4 separate regions of the Mus musculus genome follow, and all the other regions are linked to region 4. A link is a contact called in public HiChIP or PLAC-seq data. All regions are on one chromosome and are shown on one strand. Each heading gives the region's core, a stretch centred on a gene start, on an enhancer-like site or on the middle of the called end of the contact. The rest is flanking DNA. Distances are from core to core; before and after follow the strand shown. Region 1 overlaps Ppp1r9a (protein phosphatase 1, regulatory subunit 9A). Region 2 overlaps Ppp1r9a (protein phosphatase 1, regulatory subunit 9A). Region 3 overlaps Ppp1r9a (protein phosphatase 1, regulatory subunit 9A). Region 4 overlaps Sgce (sarcoglycan, epsilon).

Region 1 (2,829 bases), core at 20-2,519, 300 kb before region 4:
ACATCCTGTCTTCCTCACAGACAAACATGCAACAGCTCTGTAATGGTGTGACTGTCGTCCAGGGTAGGAGGAACCCGTTCTCTGTGTCTCCTTCCCTCCACTGTTGCAATGTGCAGGAGTGAATGGTGGATAAAGTGGGTGCGGTCATCTGTCACTACGAGTATATTTAACCATGAGCAGAGGACAACAATTCCAACAGAGCACCACACTGGCTAAACGACGCACAACTCGAGAATGAACAGATAAAAGCGAAACCTTAGCTCAGTTACACAGCTCTAGTGCTTTTACTGAGGTGGTGGAGTCCTTTCAGCTTCAAACCAGTTCTACATACATGGAACACTTTCAACTAATAAGTATGTGTCACGCCGGGCGTGGTGGCACACGCCTTTAATCACAGCACTCGGGAGGCAGAGGCAGGCGGATTTCTGAGTTCGAGGCCAGCCTGGTCTACAAAGTGAGTTCCAGGACAGCCAGGGCTACACAGAGAAACCCTGTCTCGAAAAACAAAAAAACAAAACAAAACAAAAAAAAAAAAGTATGTGTCAAATACCCACTTTAGAATGTACGGTTAATTTTATTGAAAGTGTAGGAGAAATTAGATAATGATAAAATAAGTTTTCACTGAAGATTTTAAGTATTTCTCATAGATTTTAAGAGGAAAAAAATGAAATCTGGGTGTGTTCTCTCTCCCAGTCCTTCTAATAGTTTTCTTAACTTGTACGTGTGTGTGTGGGGGGGGGGGGGGGGGGGGGCGTATCCTAATCTTTTCAATGACTTTCATTTAAAAATGTGCAATAACTAAACTATCAGTTCAGACAGGAAACAAAGAGGAATGTTTGTTGAAGTTCTTTGGCTTGATCTATTCCATTCATATATTTTTCTGATATTTCAGGCGTAGAATTCTTTTTTCCTAAAATGGTAGGAGTTTATGGCCACACCACCAGAAACATGTCTAATCTCATCTAAAATGCTAGAAATGTACCTGACAGTGAACTTTATACCTAAAGTCAAGTAGAACAAGAAGACTAAAAGTAATCCATTTGTTTCCTTCTCTGCTAACAAGAACTGCAACCCCATCATTTCTCAGGGACTATTTCCAGGACTGACAGAGGTCACAGTGTGCAGAACACAAGGAAGGTCTTCCCTCGTTCCTATCCTTCTGAAGGCATACGTGTGACTTGCTCGCGCTTTCTTCTCAACCCTCCCACTGCACAGGACTCCAACAAGGTTCCAACCTCCTGTTTCTACAGCAGTGGTTTCAACTCTAATTGCGCAAGGGATTACCCAAGCACGCCACACCAGGTACTTCCTGTAACTGTGACCTCCGGGTGAGACTATAGAGGTGATTTGAAGACTTCGTACAGTCTGAAGGAGGAGACACGTAGGGAACCAACACCACACAATTGAAAAACTGAGGGATAGCTGACCTAGATTTTCATTTTGGTGAGGTTCGTAGGTTGTATTTTCTACATGAGCCTTTGTATTAAACAAGATGCATTAACACTCCTTTGAAGATTTTCATAAGTGACTTAAATCTAACTACTGAAAACAAAAGGTAATTTTTTTCATCACTGATAACATCTTACTAAAAGAACCTGCCTCAGAATCCTGAGGAGAAAACCCAGTCACGTGTGACAGGTGATTTTTGCTCATTTACACTTACCCTTTTTAAAGACGTCCTTTCACAAGTACCTGACAACCCGTTTTTATTGGCCATGATGCCACTGGCAACCGTCCAACAAGAAAGCTGCACTCACACCCACTGAGCAGTCTTACAGCAGCGTGGCCACCAAGGAGCTCTTTAAACAGTCACAGGCACTACAGAGTAAAGGCCTATGAGGATGTCCTCTAGGGGCAACGCTGGCCCTATGGAGTACATCACACAGTCCTGAGCCAGACTCTCACTGCTGCCATTCAATCAGCCCCAGGTAGAAACAGCTGGTTTTTCTTTCTGACCCACATTGTTCTAGTTCACCTGGGAGCAGAGAGCAAACGTTTCTCTCTTCATGGATCATTTTATTTATCACATGGGGGCATGCAATGTTTTTTAAATCTGCAGACTAGCCTTTTATTTTTGGTTCCAAACCCACAGAGGATCCTGAAATCAAAACTGTAATCTTTGCCTTCCTAAAAGGAATGCCTACGGCCGGGTGTGGCGGCACATGCACGGCTTTAATCCCAGCACTTGGGAGACAAAGGCCGGCAGATTTCTGAGTTCGAGGCCAGCCTGATCTACAGAGTAAGTTCCAGGACAGCTAGGGCTAAGAAACCCTGCCTCAAAAACAACAACAACAAAAAACAAAACAAACAAACAAAAAAAACCAAACAAACAAACAAAAAAAAGGAACCCCTAGTTTTGACCTGTTCTTTGCTATGCATCCTCATCTGAACATCACATGTCCTCAAAGACCCCAGCTGCACCGTAACTCCTCCTTCTTCATTCCTACAGACAGCGCAAACCCTGCTTCGTATGCCCTCTTAAATGAAAGAAGGCTAGCGTCAACATTGTGGACTTTCCATACATAAAGAAAGCTTGTTCTATGGTTATTTTTAGCACTGCACACATAAAAATGCTACAGACATATTATAAATATATTTTTGAACAGTTTCAGAGCCTCTTCTTAGCCAGTACAGTGGTGTGTTTTTTAGATAAACACCAACCTTCTCTCTTACAAAGCTATCATCTTAAGGGTTGACCATGTCCCCCAATGGCCAGCCTCTGTGGCTGGGGGCAGTGGGGACTTTCTAAAGGCCACGTGGACAGAACACTACCTAGTGCCAGCTTCTAGAAAGGAGGCTCTGTGCTGCACAACTCCTTAAACATTTCAA
Region 2 (2,821 bases), core at 247-2,746, 360 kb before region 4:
TGGGAGACATGGGCAACAGAGCTCTGTGAGTTTCAGGTCAGCCTGGGTCGCACATCAAGTTCCAGGCCAGACAGAGCTAGACAGTGAGATCCTGTCTCAAAGATTAGTTACTTAATTAATATCTGCTACGATTACAAGTGTGTGTGCTGATGCACGTGAGCTGTCATGCACATGGAGCTCAGAGGAGCACTCTGTGGAGTCAGCACTCCCTTGCCAGCACTCCCTTGTGTTGTGGCCTCTAGATACTGGGCTCAGGTTGCCAGGCTCGCACTACTGCTTGCTAGGAGCCATCTTCCAGGCACAGAAATTTTCACTGAAGCAAAAGCAATCAGAATGTCTCATCTCTTATTTAGAACAGTACAAAAGTCAGTATAATCAATATTGTTTATCTACAAATATGTGTTGTTAAAGTACTAGAATAATTTTGTTAAGTTCTTATAAATATAGTTCACAAATAAAAACTTGGATTGTCCCAAATTTATAAAATTCTAGAGTTGGGCAGCGGTGGTGCACACCTTTAATCCCAGCACTTGGGAGGCAGAGGCAGGCAGATTTTTGAGTTCCAGGCCAGCCTGGTCTACAGAGTGAGTTCCACAACAGCCACGGCTACACAGAGAAACCCTGTCTCTAAATAAATAAATAAATAAATAAATAAATAAATAAATAAATAATAGTTAAAATTCTAGGATCTGTTCAAAATAGTGAGGTTTATTTTGTTTTTTTGTTGGTTTTTTTTTTTTTTTTTCACTCTCCTAATGGACAGTTTAACAGAGAACTAGGCTATCCAATAATGGTCATGTTTTTCTTGGTGTTTTTCAAATTATTATTAAAAAATTAAACATTTCATGAGAAATTAATAACTAAAAAATACTAATGATCCCAAATGATACTTCTTCTGGGGATGGGGTGGGGTGGGGGTGGGTGGGGGTGGGGCAATTTTGAACTCCCAGAAGTGAGTGCTTTCCAACAAATACATTAGGGTGAGCTGGCTCTGCTCTAGCGTTTGTTGAAACAGTTGGCTCTGGCTGTTCCTTCCACTCTAAGTGTCAACAAGTGGCTCTAACTCCCCCGGAGGAAGGCCGTTCTGCACATCCTTGAACTGGAAGCAGGGGGGCAAGAGTACTACCCTTTGGGTAAGTAAGGGAAAGTAGGTACCAGCCACACTGAGGGTCTCAGAAGATGGCTGACAAGTTCCCACGTGACATACAAAACTTCCAAAGATATGTGGATACATCTCTTATCAGGAACTAAGAACCCCAAACTCTAAGGTCTTAATTTTGGGAATGGCACTTCAGGTCTAAGATTCGACAGGAAACCAACTAAAACAGCCCATTTAAGGAGATCACCTAAAATAAATGTTTGCATTAGGAAAAAAGGACACTGGAATGAACTACAATAGTTGGATTGTAATTGTAATTGGAGGGCTCACCTGTGACCCAGATCTTGAGGATGGAAGACGCAAGATTACGACCTGGATATTGTCATGGAGATCTTGAGGCACTGTGACCATGAAAAACCTAGGCTCAGGAGAGATAGTATGTGCCTTTAATCCTTTGAGACTGAGGCAAGGAGATCTTTGAGTTCAAGGTCAGCCTGGGACAAAGCAAGTTCCAAATCCAGGTGTGGTGGCACACACCTTTAATCTGGGCCACACCTTCTGCTGGAGGCCTACAGTAAGGACAATGCAATAAGGAAGATTTGCTCTTCGAGCTTGCATTTACTTGCCAGCACATCTGCTGGAATCTATTTCTACAAAAGACCACCTGAAACAATTACTGTTGTGGGACTGAGAAACTACTAGATTCTTGGAATTCCAATTCATAGCTGACCCTTGTTCGGGAGTTGGACTACAGACTGTAAATCATCATAATAAATTCCCTCACTATAGAAAGACATTCCATACATTTTGTGACTCTAGACAAGCCCAATACAGATAACCAACGTCAGGAAGTCATAGAAGCACTAGAATGTGGCCCAGATTAAAGGTGTGTTCCACCACACCTGGATTTGGGACTTGTTTTTCATTGACCAACAGCAGTTGAAGAGAATACGGTACCATGAACAGGGCTGATAAGCCACCTACAGTAGCTGAGATATGGCTTGAGTTCATCCCCCCATAGTTAGATGCTTGAAGCCCAGGGTGAAAGGCTGAAAAGGGAGTAAAACCTTTAAAAAGGAGAGTCTAATGGGAGAATCTCAGGTCACCTGAGGAGTCTGCATTTGGGATCTTCCTTCCTTACATCTCCTGCCTTGTACCTTCACCAGAACAAAGCAAGAATAGTGCCATACCATGAACCTTCAGAACTGCAGTCTTATAAAGTACCTCATGCCAGGTACTTAATATAACAAAGAAAAAAATGGGCAAAGGAATGAGCCAAAAAAGTAGGTGAGGATCATGGGTTAACTTCAGTACAGAGGAGGAAGGTGTTAGATATATTCTAGTGAGAGGTGAATTACAATTGATTCTGACCCTCAGACAAATAGAGCTGAAGACAGACCCCTTCATCTGATGTGTCCAGGTTATTGCCTCAATCATTTATTTATATACTATGCCAGATGTCATCAAGAAGGTACTTTGCAGGCATGTTTAAAGTCCACAATTAGTAGATTTTAAGGGGAAAAGAAAGATTATCTTTAGTAATCTTTGGTCCTGATTCAACCTGTTGATTTGAAGTTTGAAGACTAGAGAATCCTGCATAGTCCACTCCACTTGTGTGCGCCAATTACTTGCAAAAATATTCTGCTCTAACCAGCCTAAACTGGTTAAAGTCCCATGACTTTGCAAGTCTTCGTCCTGCAGCGAAGTGGATAGTTTTTTATG
Region 3 (2,700 bases), core at 46-2,545, 440 kb before region 4:
TCTTATACTTGCAAGGCACTATGAAAAGCAAACAAATAAAACTCCTTGTCATCTCAGGTCCCAGGCTGTCAAGACAGGGGGATCAAAAGTTTGAGCCTAGTCTAAGTTACACAGTGACACCCCGTTTCAAAACAAGACAAAAGCAATGAACAACCATAAAAAAAATTAAAAGGAGGGAAGACTGTTTTAATGAGAGACAATTCTTTGGCACAGTTGCCGCTGAGTGAACTGTGTGAGCCCAGATGGAGGCTGTAGCAAGCCTCCCTCTGCCAGCTCTCCCTGTCAGCTCCCAGGTTCCTTAGAAACCAGGACTTGTTTTTCTGTGTTCTTAGGAAGCCGAGACAATTGTTTGAGCTATGGTTTATAGTGTCTCTCTCCAGTATGACCATTGTTGAAGCTTGCTGGCTAGAGAACACACAAGGTATACAATACATTGGATATACTTCTTTTGACTAGGTCTTTGTCACGTTCCATTGTTTCATGATATTTCTAGAAAGCTCAAGATAACAACACAGCTTAAGACAACTTTCATCCTCAGAGCTGCACTGGGATTGCTGTCAATGCTCCAGGAAGTGTCTGCTGTCCACACTACCACAGTGGTGGCTAGCGCTAAGTCCAGCTGGAGTTAGGCACTGCTCCTAGTACTTAATTCAGATGTAATCCTTATATCAGCATTGTACAGTTTATTCTTTCACAGTTTTTCTACTTTTATAAGATAAGGTACTTCAAAATTATACTCAACAGCTAGAAGTCAGTACTGAAAAAAGGTGAGCGACTGAAGGAGCACACATAATTGTGTGATTTTCGGCGTGCACGTCTGCATGTGTGTGCGGTAGGGTGAAGGTCAGAGGTCAATGGTGAGTGTCTTTCCGGACTCTCCTCTCCTCCCACTGTTTGAGACAGTCTCTCACAGAACTGACCTCACTCATTTGCCGGAAAGGTTGAATGAGCACCAGGGATTTGCCTATCGTGGCTGGCTCCCAAGTGCTGGGGCTACAGATGGGTCAACATTCCCAGAGTTTACACAGGTGCTGGGGATCCCAAGTCTGGATGTCATGTTTGGGCAACAGTTACTTTAGCCCCAGAGCCATTTCCCCAATACCAACTCTGAAGTGCTTTATAGGACTCTCCATATTTACACTATGCAGAAGAGATGATGCAGTGTGTTCTAACCATGGATCCGCCACTGAGTAGGTAACTGTGAGAAATATTTGGCAGCAATGCCCATCCTTTACAGGGAGCTTTGAATTACTTCCATCCCTATAGGTGCCTCAGTTCCTGTTAAACCTCAAACCCCATTACAAAGGCGCAATTTTACATACCAATGCCATTCTTACTGGAAGCATCAATTAGGGAAAAAAGGTCACTTTGACCTTAGCCAACTGTTCTCCGAATTCCCTCTTCACCCTCCAGATGTGTGCATGGTGTCTTAAGTTCTACATACGTCTCTCCCTTTCCCGTTTCATCCGTCCATGGCTTTCTTTCAGTATGCTTACGGAGCATGCATAGGCCTTTTCTAAGAAATCAGACTCTACACATTTGAAGCTGTAAGAGTGTCATCATAAGAGCCATGAGCTGTATATGTAGATGCTCAGGGTAAGATTAACCTCATACTCTACCGACAAGGCATCAGAGGAGCATAGCCACAGATGTCACTAACACCCCAGGGTCTAGGGGTCTAGGAAGACAACTCATATAGACTGGTGTGACTGAGTTACTGAGCAATGACAGTATGGAAATATCACAGTTTTCACAGATGGAAAATAATATTTGACAAGTCTAAAATAGAGGGGACTTGAGATCTGTTAAAAATCTTACTCAGAAAATTATTAAATTTGTTTCCTATAGTTATAGAAAGAATAAAGTTAAATAATAAATTTATATGCTTAAGTTTAGACTTTAAAATTTTCAATTAATTAATAAAAGCTTATTTATTTATTTATTGATTGATTGATTGATTGATTTATTGATTTATTTATTTATTTAATCACTGTGTCTCCCTGGCTGGCCACTGGAACTTGCTATGTAGACAACACTGTTTTGGAAGTCATACAGACTCTGCTTGCTTCTGCTCCTGGCCCCTGACCCCTGGGTGTTGGAATTAAAGCAGTGCATCACATCCCTAGCCTTTTACCAACATTTTAATGAAATGCCTGCATTGGTTTAGTTTTGACAAAAAACATACAAATAGTGTTAAAGGATAATTTAACTACGGTAAATTTTTGCAATTTGAAAACGGGTTCATTCCTCAAAAATGCCCCATGCTTTAATATTGAGAGTCCCCAACCTACCCAGTACTTGTCAAGAAGTTCTGACATAGAACATGCATCACTGTGGAGGAATGGATGCTTCCAGGCCTTTCCTTCCCACCTCCCCTCCCCTCCCTCCCCTCCCTCCCCTCCCCTCCCCTTCCCTCTCCCCTCCCCTCCCCTCCTCTCCTTGCTTCCCCTCCTCTCCTCCTCTCCCGACCTCTCCTCTCCTCTTTCCTCCCTTCCCTTCCCTCCTCTCTCCTCTCCTCCCTTCCCCTGTCCTCCTCTCCCCTTCCCTCTCCGTCTCACTCATTCTTTCATTTCACTCAGTAGATCACTGAGCTACTTCAGAAGCTGTCTCAAGCTGTCTCAACCACGAATGCTAAACCATTCCTCTAGCCACACGCGCTAAACCATTGCTCTAAGCCTCCAGAGCTGGGAAGCAGATGAG
Region 4 (2,700 bases), core at 187-2,686:
TCTCTCTCTTTCTCTCCCTCTCTCTCTCTCTCTCTCTCTCTCTCTCTCTCTCTCTCTCTGTGTGTGTGTGTGTGTGTGTGTGTGTGTGTGTGTGTGTGTGAGGCTACAGATAGTTTTCCGTCTGCTTAAGACATACTAAGAAGCCAGAAATTGAATTTGCTGATAGAGAGAAAGAAATAAGAAATATTGAGGTGTGTGTTACAGATCTGTGTCTTGGGAGGTCACTGGTCAGCAGTGGGTTGTAAGGGACGAAGAACTACATCAGAGCTGTCAGAGGCTCCAAGGGAGACATGAAGGTGTAAACGAAGGGGACAGATTTAACGAAAGCTGAGAAACATCCCAGTGATTGCCTTTGGGAACGGAAAGAAACGTCAAGGGGGACTCGAAACTCTTCCTAGTCCAGGCAGGGAAATGGCCTTTTTTGGCATGAAGATAGCATGTTTAGTGAATAAAGGTAGTGATATGCCTTCAAAGCTGTTATAACGTACCAGTGATGATTGTACGATATGATGATGTATATAGACATATGTGTATGCACAGATCCATACCGGTTTTATGATCTAGACCTAGTTTGAGATTGTACACATCAGTAATTTAATTGCTGGCATCACTGTGTTTATATCTTTATCCACTGTTATTAGCCGTGTGATTTTCAAACTTTAAGGCTATTTTCACGTATAAGAAAATAGAAAAACTAATAAGACCTATGTTTTAGAATCATGAGGGAGTTTTGTTATGGCATATGGTAAGAATTTCATGGACATTATCAGAGATTGCTATTTGTCTTCCTTGGTCTTCAGTTCTCTCATGTATGTGCATAGCTCAATGCCCCACAGGGTGCAAAACCTGAGCCCGTTATCTGAGTGATACCTCTCCGAGCAGATTTCTATCTTAATGTGTCTTGGTCTCTGATTACCAGTGTGCAAACACATTTTTACTCAATAATGTTAATCATTTCTAGGAACTTGCCACACCAGACTCAGATCCCTCAACCGCAGACTACAGGTGAGTACTAAGATGCTAATTCAGTGTTTATGGATGAGCTAATATAGTAAAAGATTGTCATAGCACTCTATAATTGATGACACTTTTGTCTTCATCACGGGAGGCAAAACAGTTGTATCATTCCTTAATTAGACTGAGGAGCTCAGAAGAGTGGCTTAGACTTTTGCATCAATGGGCCTCAGAACGACAAACAAATGGTAAATGATCTTAAAGCAGCAGTGTCCTTCCGTGGAGGTCTTGTCTAATTAAGAAAGATGCATTCCACTCCCTTTCTACATGGGAACTCCTTATTCTTCCCCTTGGTATAAAAGATTTTTAGCTTGGGTGGGTCCAGGATTTGTCTCAGTAAGTGATCAGGTTGAAACTGACTCTCACAAAGGGCAACCATTGTGACTAATTGCTGAGCCTTCAGGGCGATCAATGAGAAATGGTTGGCCTGTTTTAAAGCTGCTTTAAAAAGCCATTAGAATATGACCAGTGAGGACAAGATGATGGGCAAGTCTCCCTGGCTGTTCTCTTTCCCCAAGCCATGCTTTCTTTAAGTTCATTTCTTTCAAGTGTCCCTAAAAAATCTCCACAGCCAATTATTTCATTCATTCTTAACTTATTCACAATTGTCTACTAATTAGTGGTTGGTTCCTAGTTCTAATTGCCAGGCAACCAGTAATGCCTTTGTTCCTCTTTTGGAAAGCAAGAGAAGTTCTAAAAATGTAAGTTGAGTGTGGAATTCTAAGTATGAATAGTGGCTTTGTGGTGGGAAAAGCCATTAAGTGAGTCTCAAAAAAAAAAAAAATGCCAGCCACATTAGAAATGTATTGGATGTTTTCATTCAGAGTTATCTCCTCTATTACTGCTCTCGGGAATTTAAGGAGATTTTCGTTTGACAACTTTTCAAAGATTTGAGGCAAGTATAATAAAGTTTTTCATCAGATTTTAATTATAAGATGATGTTTATCAGAATTGTTCCTAGGGTTTTGATTGCTTCATTTAATTAAATGCTAATATGATTCAAGTAGACCATTCAATATATTGATGGGTGGTGTGCGTCTGTAAACATCCAGGGGATTGATGACGAAACAAACTTAGTTATAAATATTCGTCACTGAAAGAGGAAAACATTCAAGTTCTTACTTCTAATTTCATGGCTATCTTTTTAAAGAGAAAAAAAAATTAAAGGAACACGACTGTAACCAAACTGATAGAGCACCTTTCTCTCTAACCAAGGAAGTCTGTCTCTCCTGAGATGTCAGCTTTCTGACTCTTGTTCACTTGTGGCGTGCAATGAGTAGAAATCACAAAATTTCTAGGAAAGTTATAAACATTTTTTCGAGACTTGTGAAAAGCTAGATTTTTTTCACTCTCTGCCTCCTAGGAGAATAGAGATCTTGAATAGGTGCTGTTGGAGATAGTATCAGTAGATAATGGGACTTGTTTGATATGTTGGGGTGCTGTGCTCAGCACTGGGCAGCTTTCCTTGTCGGGAGCAGCACATGGGCAGAGCTGGGTACACTGATGAAGAAGGGCTTCCTTCCCCTTGGAGGTCTTTTGGCTGCTCAACCTCATTTTTTCCAATATTTTTCTAAAAAGATTTTTGGGAAAGTAGCATTTCGATGGAAAGAGTTCCTCCTTCTGGTTAGGGCGGACCTCGTACTCTCTTGTTTTCTGCACGTTGATGCGTGTTACAGACCAGACGGT

Evidence for each region. HiChIP or PLAC-seq counts read pairs in DNA pulled down with a chosen protein or histone mark.
Region 1: an H3K27ac HiChIP or PLAC-seq map of embryonic stem cells shows a contact between it and region 4, with 9 read pairs. The contact joins two enhancer-like sites. A contact is called at or near these places in 1 of 484 Hi-C or Micro-C datasets (granulocyte-monocyte progenitors) and 6 of 115 datasets of contacts at active chromatin or transcription factors (embryonic stem cells and trophoblast stem cells).
Region 2: a contact with region 4 is called in an H3K27ac HiChIP or PLAC-seq map of embryonic stem cells, with 12 read pairs. The contact joins two enhancer-like sites. A contact is called at or near these places in 3 of 115 datasets of contacts at active chromatin or transcription factors (all in embryonic stem cells) and 1 of 9 other capture datasets (embryonic stem cells).
Region 3: a contact with region 4 is called in an H3K27ac HiChIP or PLAC-seq map of embryonic stem cells, with 5 times the contacts expected there. The contact joins two enhancer-like sites. A contact is called at or near these places in 1 of 15 datasets of contacts at CTCF or cohesin (large pre-B cells), 7 of 484 Hi-C or Micro-C datasets (the G1E-ER4 cell line, the N1E-115 cell line, Sertoli cells and 3 more) and 9 of 115 datasets of contacts at active chromatin or transcription factors (embryonic basal ganglia, embryonic limb bud, embryonic stem cells and 1 more).

Annotation. Positions count from the first base shown.
Region 1 is chr6:4,971,966-4,974,794 of GRCm38.p6, reverse strand. The region is part of intron 2 of Ppp1r9a (protein phosphatase 1, regulatory subunit 9A); the gene reads right to left. Among named protein-coding and RNA genes, the nearest start is that of Gmfg-ps, 70 kb to the right of the region's middle. Within about 2 kb of position 1,269, at least 45 of the 459 cell types and tissues checked have an H3K27ac peak or open chromatin away from gene starts, as enhancers often do. A contact at or near this core is called in embryonic stem cells, where this site is marked.
Region 2 is chr6:5,032,071-5,034,891 of GRCm38.p6, reverse strand. The region is part of intron 2 of Ppp1r9a (protein phosphatase 1, regulatory subunit 9A); the gene reads right to left. Among named protein-coding and RNA genes, the nearest start is that of Gm52886, 21 kb to the left of the region's middle. Within about 2 kb of position 1,496, at least 13 of the 459 cell types and tissues checked have an H3K27ac peak or open chromatin away from gene starts, as enhancers often do. A contact at or near this core is called in embryonic stem cells, where this site is marked.
Region 3 is chr6:5,117,981-5,120,680 of GRCm38.p6, reverse strand. The region is part of intron 11 of Ppp1r9a (protein phosphatase 1, regulatory subunit 9A); the gene reads right to left. Among named protein-coding and RNA genes, the nearest start is that of Gm46949, 35 kb to the left of the region's middle. Within about 2 kb of position 1,295, at least 9 of the 459 cell types and tissues checked have an H3K27ac peak or open chromatin away from gene starts, as enhancers often do. A contact at or near this core is called in embryonic stem cells, where this site is marked.
Region 4 is chr6:4,676,372-4,679,071 of GRCm38.p6, reverse strand. It overlaps Sgce (sarcoglycan, epsilon), which reads left to right. Exons shown (of 11, transcript NM_011360.3): 10 at 962-1,005. Among named protein-coding and RNA genes, the nearest start is that of Gm38761, 23 kb to the right of the region's middle. Within about 2 kb of position 1,436, at least 9 of the 459 cell types and tissues checked have an H3K27ac peak or open chromatin away from gene starts, as enhancers often do. A contact at or near this core is called in embryonic stem cells, where this site is marked.